Linked DNA regions of Capra hircus: region 1 is linked to region 2. A link is a contact called in public Hi-C data. All regions are on one chromosome and are shown on one strand. The core of a region is the stretch at or near the end of the contact, and the rest is flanking DNA. Distances in the headings are between cores, read along the strand shown.

Region 1 (5,298 bases), core at 661-3,160, 63 kb before region 2:
AGGAGACACCGAGTCCCAGCCTTCCACCTCGGAGTCCAGTGTTGAAAGTCCTGACCATTCTGTGTAAACTGAGGATCCCAGCCCCTTTCTGCCCTCGGTATACTTATAAATGCACAATAAAATCCTCCATTTAGCAGAAGCCACCATAGCTGGAAACCTCAACCTGAATTTCATATCGCTTTTTTCTTTTCCAATAAAAAGCCTCAAAGATCAACCAGACAAGCTTAAGGTGGCAACTTAAAATAAGTATTTTCAAGGGGTAGATCCTGGGATTTGTATTCTTCCATTTCAGTCTTTGATGCTCAGAACTGACATGATCTTCCGAGGTCACGATGTCCCCTTCTGTGACAGCTGGCACATTAATGTCCTAAATAGCTAATTAAATTGCAGCATACCATCCTCTGATCCAAGAAAAAAGCTTAGATGGATTGTTATTATCTCCAGTTGGAAATGGAAAACAGGTAAAGCAGGTTCAGGACTTCACACACAAAGCAGCAGCAAAGCAGAACCTAAATCCAGGCAGCTTGGCCCCAGGGTCTTTGCCATTCTGACAACAGAATACTTAAGAGCCAGAGACCAGGAAAACAAATGAAGGTCCGTCCATACTCTCCCTTGTCCCGACTCCACTGCAATAAGAAGCAGAGGAAACTTAGAACCTGGGGAACCTGAGGGTGTAATTAGAGGCCAAGGTACTGGGCTCTACTGCATTCTTGGGTCCAACCACAGTCTAGGAACCCAAGATTGAAGAGGGGCAACTGATTCAGAGCTTCCCAGGTGGCTCAGTGGCAAAGAATCCGCCTGCCAACACTGGAGACACAGGTTCAGTTCCTGGGTTGGGAAGATCCCCTGGAGGAGGAAATGGCAACCCACTCCAGTATTCTTGCCTGGGAAACCCCATGGACAGGGGAGCCTGGATGGCTACAGCCCATGGGGTCACAAAGAGTCAGACATGACTGAGCGACTGAGCATGCATGCATGCAACGGACTCAGAAGAAAAGAACATTAGCAAGGCCCGGTGTAGAAGCGAGCAAGCTCATGAACAGAGTATGCCCAGACTTGGGGAGGGGGACTGAGCTTGCAGAGTGCTGCAGTGATGGCTCTCACCCCCTGCCCCTCTAGCCATTACCCAGTCCATGCTAACAAGGAGAAACCACAACAATAAAAACAACTAACATTTCCTGAGCATTACAAGGTGTGCGGCACTGTTCTTGGTGCTTTACACAACATTCTGCCTCCCCCCAACCATCCTATAAGGCAGGTGTATTATTAACCCCATTATCCAGATGAGGAAGAGGCACAGATAGATTAAGCAAATTGCAACTCAGACCCAGGTGGTCTGGCTCCAGCGTCCACACTCTCAACCAAACAGGAATGAAAACAGTAATTGTTCAGTGAATGAAGAGTCCCTATCAGCAATTGTTATCATTATGCAATATACTATACTGCCTGACTTCAATTTCCTCCTACTCCAAAGAGAAGCGCCACATCTCATCTTTTCACCTGCAGGTCCCCATGACAAAAGCTGCTGCTTCCTTTTAAACCTCTGGAGCTTTCAGTTTGGGCTTATCCTCACTTTACAATGAAAAGCGTGCTAACCACACAGGTTTTTAAATCTCACACTGGCAAGGTGAAGAGTTTGGGAGCAATTTCTGAATTTCTGTGGTTCCCTCTGATCAACTCAGCCTTCAGCAAGGCACCAGGAGAAATGGACACATGCAGGGGAGAAAGCCGCCCCATGAAGACAGCTGAGCCCTGGTGGCTTTCCAGGACACTCCTGATAGCCGGAGGGCCCAGGGACTGTGAGGTCTCCACCCAGAGCTGCAGCTGTATGAAGTACCACACCTGAAAGTCAGGCGAGCCCAGGTGCCCCGGTGTCACCTGTGCCATCCGTCCAGTACAGTCTCCATCTGGGGCGGCCGGCCCTCCTCACATCGGCAGGCCAATGTCATCTCAAAGCCTCTCCTGGTCCCTGCCCCCAGCACCCCATCGTCCCAGCACTGGACATCTGGGAAGCTCTTAAAACAGCCAAGTCAGCAGCAGTGGGAGGCAGAAACCCACACTAAAGAGGCAGGCAGCCTTGGGCACCCAGCTCCCTTTTGTTTCATCTCTCAGACCTAGCAAGCCTCCTGGAATAGAGTCCCCAGCTCCAAATCCTAACAGAGAGCCTCCACCACCCAACTAGGGGACAAGCCACGGACACCTTTGAGACCTGAGCCTCGTCAGGGTGCCTGCAGAGCAATGGTTGACAGCTCATTGAGACAAACTTGACCTGGCAGTGCAGCACAGCCTGCCATCCAACTACAGCATACAGGACTCAGGAGGAGGAAACTCGCTCCCAGACCCACCCAGGGCTACCAAGCCATTTGTTTCAAGTAGAACTTTTCAACAAACAAGATGAAGAAATCTGACTCTTTATTTTTTCTAAAACAGTTTTATTTGAACATTACATTCATAACATAAAATTCATTGATTTCAGGATTTGGGGAACATTCATAAAGTGTATGCAACCCTTACCACTAATTTTAAAACATTTTCATCGGCTGAGGTTGTGATAGGGCTTGCATTGAATGTGAAGCTCAATTTGGGGAATACTGCATCTTAACACTATGTATTATGTCTTCCAAGCCACAAACATGAGATGTCTTTCTATTTATTTAGATCTTCTTTAATTCCTCCCAATAATGTTTTTAGTTTTTATTGTGCATCTTGCTCATTACTAAATTGAGTCCTAAAGATTTTTTGTGCTGTTGCATCTGGAACTGGTTTCTTTTATTTTTAACCTTTTTTTTAAATTGAAGTATAGTTAATTTAGAATATTAATTCCAAGTCAGTTGTACATAGATGGGTTCTTTTTCTGGTTCTTTACCATTATAGGTTATTGTAAGATATCAAATCTAGTGGAACTGGTTTCTTTATTTCCACATTATTCATTGCTAGGGTATAGAAATACAAATAATTTTTGTATTGATCTTATATCCTGAATTCAGTTAATAGTTTTAATAGGTTTCTCTATGTATGTGTGTGTGTGTGTGTGTGTGTGTGTGTGTATTACTTAGGATTTTCTATACTTAAGATGATGTCTTCTGAAAATAAGATGCTTCACTTCCTCCTTTCCAATGTGAATAGCTTTTATTTCTTGTCCTTGTCTAATTTCCCTGAAGGCTACAACCTTCAGCACAAGGTCAAAGAGAAGTGGTGAGAGCAGACATCTGTGTCTTGTTCCTAATCTTAGAGGGATTCAGTCTTCTTCATTAAATATGATATCAACTATGGGTTTTTCATAACAATTTTTTTAACAGGTTGATAAAGTCCCCTTCCATTCCTAGTCTGATGAGTGATTTTATCTGAAAGATTCCATTTTGTCAAATGCATTTTCTGCACCTTTTGAGATGATCTTGTCATTCTTGTCCTTTATTCCATCAATATGAGATACTACATTAATTGAGTTTCAGATGTCGTGGTAAACTGATTATATAACCCCTAGAACCTGTAAATATCTTGTTGTTTTAATCACTAGGTCATGTCCGATTCTGCAACCCCACAGGCTGTAGCCCGCCAGGCCCCTCTGTCCATGGAATTCTCCAGGCAAGAATACTGGGGTGGATAGCCATTCACTTCTCCAGGGGATCTTCCCAACCCAGGGATCGAACCAGGGTCTCCTGCATTGGCAGACAGATTCTTTACCACTGAGCTACCAGGGAGAAATCTTACATGGCAAAAAAAAAAAAAAAAAGGCAGGTAGGTAGTTTGCAGATATAATTAAGCTAAGGGTCATGAGACCAGGAGATGACACTCGATCACTCACTCTGCCGCTCCAGAAGCGCTTCTCTTCAGTCGCTGCACCTGGTAAGAAAAAAAACCAAATGGGGTGAAGGGTCCAATTTCAAGAAGCAAGTGGAAGAACTGAAAGAAGAAAGCAAATGTTCCTTCTGCATATTACCCAGCCTCCGGCATTTCCATCCTTAATTCTGGAAGCTGCCAAGGTATGTTAGAATCGCTCAAGAAATACAGGAATATATTTCAATATTCCCACAAAGGAAATAATTTTTCCAGTCTATCTCCATGTACACTACTAATAGTTAATAATAGCTGATGTACCTTAGGCTTGAGAGGCTCACAGTCACGTAGCACAGAGAAGAAAAATTTAAGGGAAAGCTGAAACACAGAAAGGTGCCAGGAAAAAGTTGGGATTAAGTGCCAGGTAAATGCCTTTCCGGCCAGGGAGTGTATCAGGAAACCCTCGTGGAAAGAGAACTAATGTAACAGGCACCAGCTCATCCAGCAAAGGGACAGTCACCATCAAAGGGACAGTTCGGGAGTTTGGGATGGACAAATGCACACTGCTATATTTAAAATAGATAATCAACCAGGACATACTGTATAGCAGATGGAACTCTGCTTACTTAATGTTATGTGGCAGCCTCGACGGGAGGGGAGTTTGGAGAACAGATACGTGTATACGTACGGTTGGTGCGCCCCAGGGGGCGCTAGTGGTAAAGAGTCTGCCTGCTAATGCAGGAGACAGGAGAGATGAGGGTTTGATCCCTGTGTTGGGAAGATCCCCTGGAGTAGAAATTGGCAATTCACTCTAGAACTCTTGCCTGGAAAATCCCATGGGCAGAGGAGCCTGGCGGGCTACAGCCCACGGAGCTGCAAAGAGTTGGACATAACTGAGAACACAACACAAATGGCTGAGTTCTTTTGCCGTCCACCTGAAACTATCACATCGTTAATCAGCTATACTCCAGTAGAAAATAAAAAGTTTAATTTAAAAAAAGTCAAAGAAGGTGTCACTCCTCTCACACATACCAAGGCCCTCCTCAACATCCCCTCCTTGGCAGAAGCAGCAGAGTCCTGAGTCTGATCAGAGATAACCTGCAACTCACCAGCTCCAAAGGCAAAGACAAAGCCTTTGTCAAGGGAACTCCTCCAAAAGGGCCTTCACCCGCTTCCCCATCCTCTACTTTCTCTTGTAGATAACCTTCCCCAGAGGAAGTAGCTGTCAATCTCCTGAGCAGTGAAGTCAGCCTACAGTAGTAGTGTGGCGTTAATAAAATTGAAAACCTCCGTTAATATAAAGAGAAATAAGGACAACGGAGTTATGAATGAAGTTGCTTAATTTTGAGCATCATATCACCCAGCCCAAAGAGTCAAGATGTTGTCAAGAAAAAGAAAAAGATTGACACATTCTGGGAGCCCCCTGCCTGCTTTTTTTCCAGACTGTGGTATCATTCCCTGTAACCCAAGTGAAAAATATTAAATAAAGTGCCCTGAAAGAACTCTTAGGCTATTTCAAAG
Region 2 (4,919 bases), core at 2,008-4,507:
TGATTCTGGAGCCCAAGAATGGCCATAATCAAAAAAATCCAAAAACAAGTGCTGAAGAGGGTGTAGAGAAAAGGGAACCCTCCTACACTGCTGGTGGGAATGTAAATTGATACAGCCACTATGGAGGACAATAAGGAGATTCCTTTAAACTAGAAATAAAACCACCATATGACCCAGCAATATCACTTCCAGGCATATACCCTGAAGAAACCAAAACTGAAAAAGACACATGTACCCCAACATTCATTGTAGCACTATGCACAATAGCCAAGACATGGAAGCAACCTAGATGTCCATCAGTAGATGAATGGATAAAGCTGTGGTACATATATACAATGGAACACTACTAAGCCATAAAAAGGAGCCCATCTGAGTCAGTTTTAATGAGGTGGATGAACCTAGAGCCTATTATACAGAGTGAAGTAAGTCAGAAAGAGAAAAGCAAATGTCATATATTAACACATATATGGACTCTAGAAGGATGGTAATGACAAATCTGTTTGCAGAGCAACAATGGAGACACAGACATAGAGAACAGATTTATAGGTAAGGCTGGTGGAGAAGAGGGAGAGGGTGAAATAAATGGAGAGAATAGCATGAATGCATATACACTAACATATGTAAGTTGATACCAATGGGAATTTGCTGTATGACTCAGGGAACTCAAACGGGGGCTCTATAATAACCTAGAGAGGTGGGAATGGGCGGGAGGTGGGAGGGAGATTCAAGAGGGAGGGGACAAATGTACACTTATGGTTAACTCATGTTGATGTATGACAGAAATCAAACCAATACTGTAAACCAATCATCAATCAATTAAAAATAAATAAGTAATTTTTTAAGTCAAAAAAATTAAGTTGGAAAAGCAGATAAGAGGGCAGGTAGGTGGGTGGAGGGATGGAGATGACATAATTTATAATAGGTAATCCTGAAGGATCTTCTTGAGAGAATTTGAGCAAAGCCCAGCTAGAAGTATGGGAACATTTGGATATCTGTGGGGAGAAACAGTAAGTGGCACAGACTCCAGCAGGGGTAGTAAAGAACTCCAGAGTTGTGTTTGAGTGTTGATACGGAAAAAAGAAAGCTCATAAAGATGACTGAGTGCCAAAGAATTGATGTTTTGAACTGGGATGCTGGAGAAGACTCTTAAGAGTCCCTTGGGCTGCAAGGAGATCCAACCAGTCCATCCTAAAGGAAATCAATCCTGAATATTCATTGGAAGGACTGATGCTGAAGCTGAAGCTCTAATACTTTACCACATGATGAGAAGAACCAACTCATTGGAAAAGACACTGATCCTGGGCAAGACTGACGGTAGGAGAAGGGGGCAACAGAGGGTGAGATGGTTGGATGGCTTCACTGACTCAATGGACATAAGTTTTAGAGAACTCTGGGAGACAGTGAAGGACAGGGAAGTCTGGTCTGCTGGGGTCCATGGGGTCACAAAGAGTCAGACACGACTGAGCAACTGAACAATAACAACAACCTGTGACGTGCTCTGGGTCAAGCCTGCCTTGTTTGTGGCTGATGCTGGCTCAGAAGATCTCCCTAATGATTAACAAAAGTTGAAAACCAAGCCAGCTCTCAAGCCACGGTCCTTCCAGAATGTACCAGGAAGCAGCCACACGGGGTGGGAAGCTAGATTCCAGAGCCTGACTACAATCTCAGCATCCCCTGAGGAACCTATCCACAGCGCTCTCTACAGCCTGCAGGTGATCAAACAGCCTTGCTACTGACTGACTGGTCTCCACTAGATGGACAGCCTTCCCACGTCCCTAGCCCAGGGTGTTATAGGAACACAGTGTGGCTTCCTGGGCAACCCGTTCGCCAGGAATGGCTCAGTGAGGTCACCCTCTTCCTCGCTGTGGTTAGGACAATGAATAAAGTCACGCGACCTCTGATGCTGTGCAGGAATCAAAGAAGGTGGGCTTCCGAGGGCGCAAGGTCTACGACCACCCACCACACCAGGGCTCCACAGAGCCTGAAACCACTGATGCAAACTCGCAAAATTCAACTTCCACACCGCTCATAAGAGAGGGACTTTAGAAAGGCAGAAAATTTCGAGAGTAAGAAAATTGATCATGAAAAGGGAGCGCTCTCCTCGAAAGAGGTCCAGAGCCGGAGACGCCAGACCTACGGGGTTTCCGCTCGGCTTCTGCTCCAATAGGGCTGGGGGGGGCCCCGAGCAGGTGACTGGGCCTCTCTCACCTAGGTTCCCCTAACCGCAAAACGCGTTCTAACGAGGCGCACAGTGCTTGTCAGACCCGGTCTATCCAGGAAAGCGCTCCGTGACGTGTAGCACAAATGTCCCTCTGTGAGCCTCAGTTTCCCATATCAGTAAATTAGGGGGATTACTCCAGTTCTCCCAAATCCCTCCTAAGTTAAAGTGTGCTCAGTCGTGTTTGACTCTTTGCAACCCCACGGACTGTCCATGGAATTCTCCAGGCCAGAATACCCTTTCCCTTCTCCAGAGGATCTTCCTGACCCAGGAATCGAACCGGAGTCTCCAGCATTGCGGGCGGATTCTTTACCAACTGAGCTATCAGGGAAGCTCCAAATCCCTCCTAATTCAGGCACTGAATAGACAAAGGTTAAATCAAGCTATTGCTGCGGGCTTGTTACCATTCCGTAAGAGCATAAATGAAACTCTAGGGAAGAGCGGGCAGCTCAAACTTCAAAGAAAATGAACCCAAGTTCCGGGCCCACCGGGTCTTCGCGGGTTCGAGCCCGAATCTCCAGCGAAGCAGGCTGGCGAGACTCAGGAGTTCTGGCCCGAGACCCTTCGGTTGACAAACGGCTGGGCCGTGGGACAGAGTCTCATGTGGCCGGAAGGCTGCGCCCCCGCCGGAAAGGGGAACCGGGGGTCGCGGCGAGAAGTGCGAGCTAGGAGGCACCGCCAAGGCAGGTGGGAGCCTGGCCTGCCGAGTCGGATCGGGGTCCGAGAGCGCGGAGTTTGGCGAGGATGGGAGGTAACCATCCCACCCCCCGGGAGGTGCCAGGAGGCTGCAGCGTCCGCGCCTACTGCGCGCCTTGTTTGGGGGTTGGAGCTCACAGTTGGCAGAGGCGGGCTCTCGGCGCGGAGGGGCTGAGCTCACTGGCCGGAGGCAGAGGGTCCGCAGCAGGAACCAGCTCCAGGGACTCCTCCCCTCGGCGACTCCGAGGCCCGGGACGCAGAGGCAAGGAAGGACTCAGCAGTGGCTGCCCATCCCAACTAGTCGGCGACCTAGAGGCTGCGGACTCGCTGAGCGCCGTCCGTGGCGCACTGGAGATCCGGGGAGCCTCTCGCCGGCTCCCTTCAGGGTTGGCGCGGCCGCCTCTGGGCGGGGCTGGAGCGAGCCGGGTGGCTGCCACGAGGGGCTAAATCCCGACCCCACTCAACCGCTCTGCGGCCCACCAGCCCCGCGCGGAGTCGGTCTCGGGAGCTCTGGCCCGGCTTCTCCCGCCCAAACTAGTCCTGGCCGCCCGACACTTTGTGAGCCGGATAGAAGGGAAAAGTGAGACTCCAGGACTGTCTTCTAAATTCGAACGAAAATCGTACTGCCTCCTGTCCTGTCTACGTTCCTGCTGCCAATCCTGAGGGTGACTCTTGTTGGAAAGAAATAGACCAAAGAAATAAATGAAAGGCTGTTTTTAAAGGCAAGTTCATTTAAACGAAGGGAATCGCGCGGAAGTCTTGTGTGTGTGTAAAAGAGGGGAATATCAGTGTGTGCATTCACTTAAAACCCGGAACCACGAAAGCCAGCAAGCACTCCATTAAGTGCTTTCTTAAGGGATTTGGAGGGGTAATAAAAAGGATTACTGCAAAGATTAAATGATTAATTTAGGAAAAGCACCTCCGCAGAGCTTCCCAGATGACGTTAGTGGTAAAGGAGGAGATGCCAGAGACACAGATTCAGTCCCTGGTTCGGAAAGAACGCCTGGAGGAGGGCACAGCATTCTCCTGGAGAATCCTATGGACAGAGGCCGTTCAGGCCACACTCCATGAGGTCGCAAAGAGTCGGACGCGACTGAGCGACTTAGCAAGAACGCAGGCGCACACAGTAGGTCTGCAAATTTTCCACTCCAAACTCCCCAAGGGGCTTTTAACAGCAGGGGCCCTGGAGGGAAAAAAAAAATTATAAAAGCAACTGGCCTTTCCCACCTCCCACCCAAGGCCTGAGGGTACTCCACCTCCCTTGACAGCCCAGACTCCTGCTTGATTAACTTCTTAGTGTCGTTTAATGGCGCATTCATAGGCAGGGGATCTTAATTGTTTTAATTCCCGGTCCTCTAAGTGCGTTTGGGAAATCTGATGGAAATTTAGAATGGGGGTCGAGGAGAGGGTAGCCCTGATTTGCACACAATGAGAGGAGTTTTCTTAGCCTCAGGTTCCCACCTACAATACTTCCAATTAAGCGGGGGAGGGGGCTTGTTTTGGCGTTCTCTGTTTGGTTTTGTTTGGGGGATGGCCTCACCCGTGTGGCAACCTTTGTCTTAGTTCCTCAGCCAGGAATATAACTCTAACACCCTACATTAGAAGCCCGGAGTCCTTACCACTGGACCGCCAGGGGAGTCCCCCAGAAACCCAGCTTTTAAAGGACAGGTGTTTCAAACTTTGATTCCACGGGGGTTTCGGCTTAGGAATTGTGCATGTGTGTGTTTGTGTGTGTATAATCTCTAACTTCCCTGATCTAAAAGTGAGGATTTACTTTCTAGAATTGACTTCTCCTGTCTTGAAATGATGCCTTCCTTTCAGCCCCAGGCTATTTTTTGGTCCCCAAGCCGACCCAGAAGGCAGCCTGTCCCAATTTTCAAGGTGATAGCGCCGCCACCTACTGGCAAAAAAAGTTCTCTCTGGTTGTGAGGTACAAGCATCAAGAACCCCTAAGGAAGGAATTTATTATTTCTTACTTTTCCCCACTCCAAATGAATTCTCATCC

What was found. Hi-C and Micro-C count contacts between places; a contact is called where the count stands out from the background.
Region 1: a Hi-C map of blood shows a contact between it and region 2, with 2.8 times the contacts expected there. The contact joins two enhancer-like sites. A contact is called at or near these places in 4 of 5 Hi-C or Micro-C datasets (blood and liver).

Annotation. Positions count from the first base shown.
Region 1 is chr11:49,704,008-49,709,305 of ARS1.2, reverse strand. No RefSeq gene overlaps it. Among named protein-coding and RNA genes, the nearest start is that of TMSB10, 98 kb to the right of the region's middle. Within about 2 kb of position 1,910, at least 1 of the 5 cell types and tissues checked has an H3K27ac peak or open chromatin away from gene starts, as enhancers often do.
Region 2 is chr11:49,642,244-49,647,162 of ARS1.2, reverse strand. No RefSeq gene overlaps it. Among named protein-coding and RNA genes, the nearest start is that of TMSB10, 36 kb to the right of the region's middle. Within about 2 kb of position 3,257, at least 3 of the 5 cell types and tissues checked have an H3K27ac peak or open chromatin away from gene starts, as enhancers often do.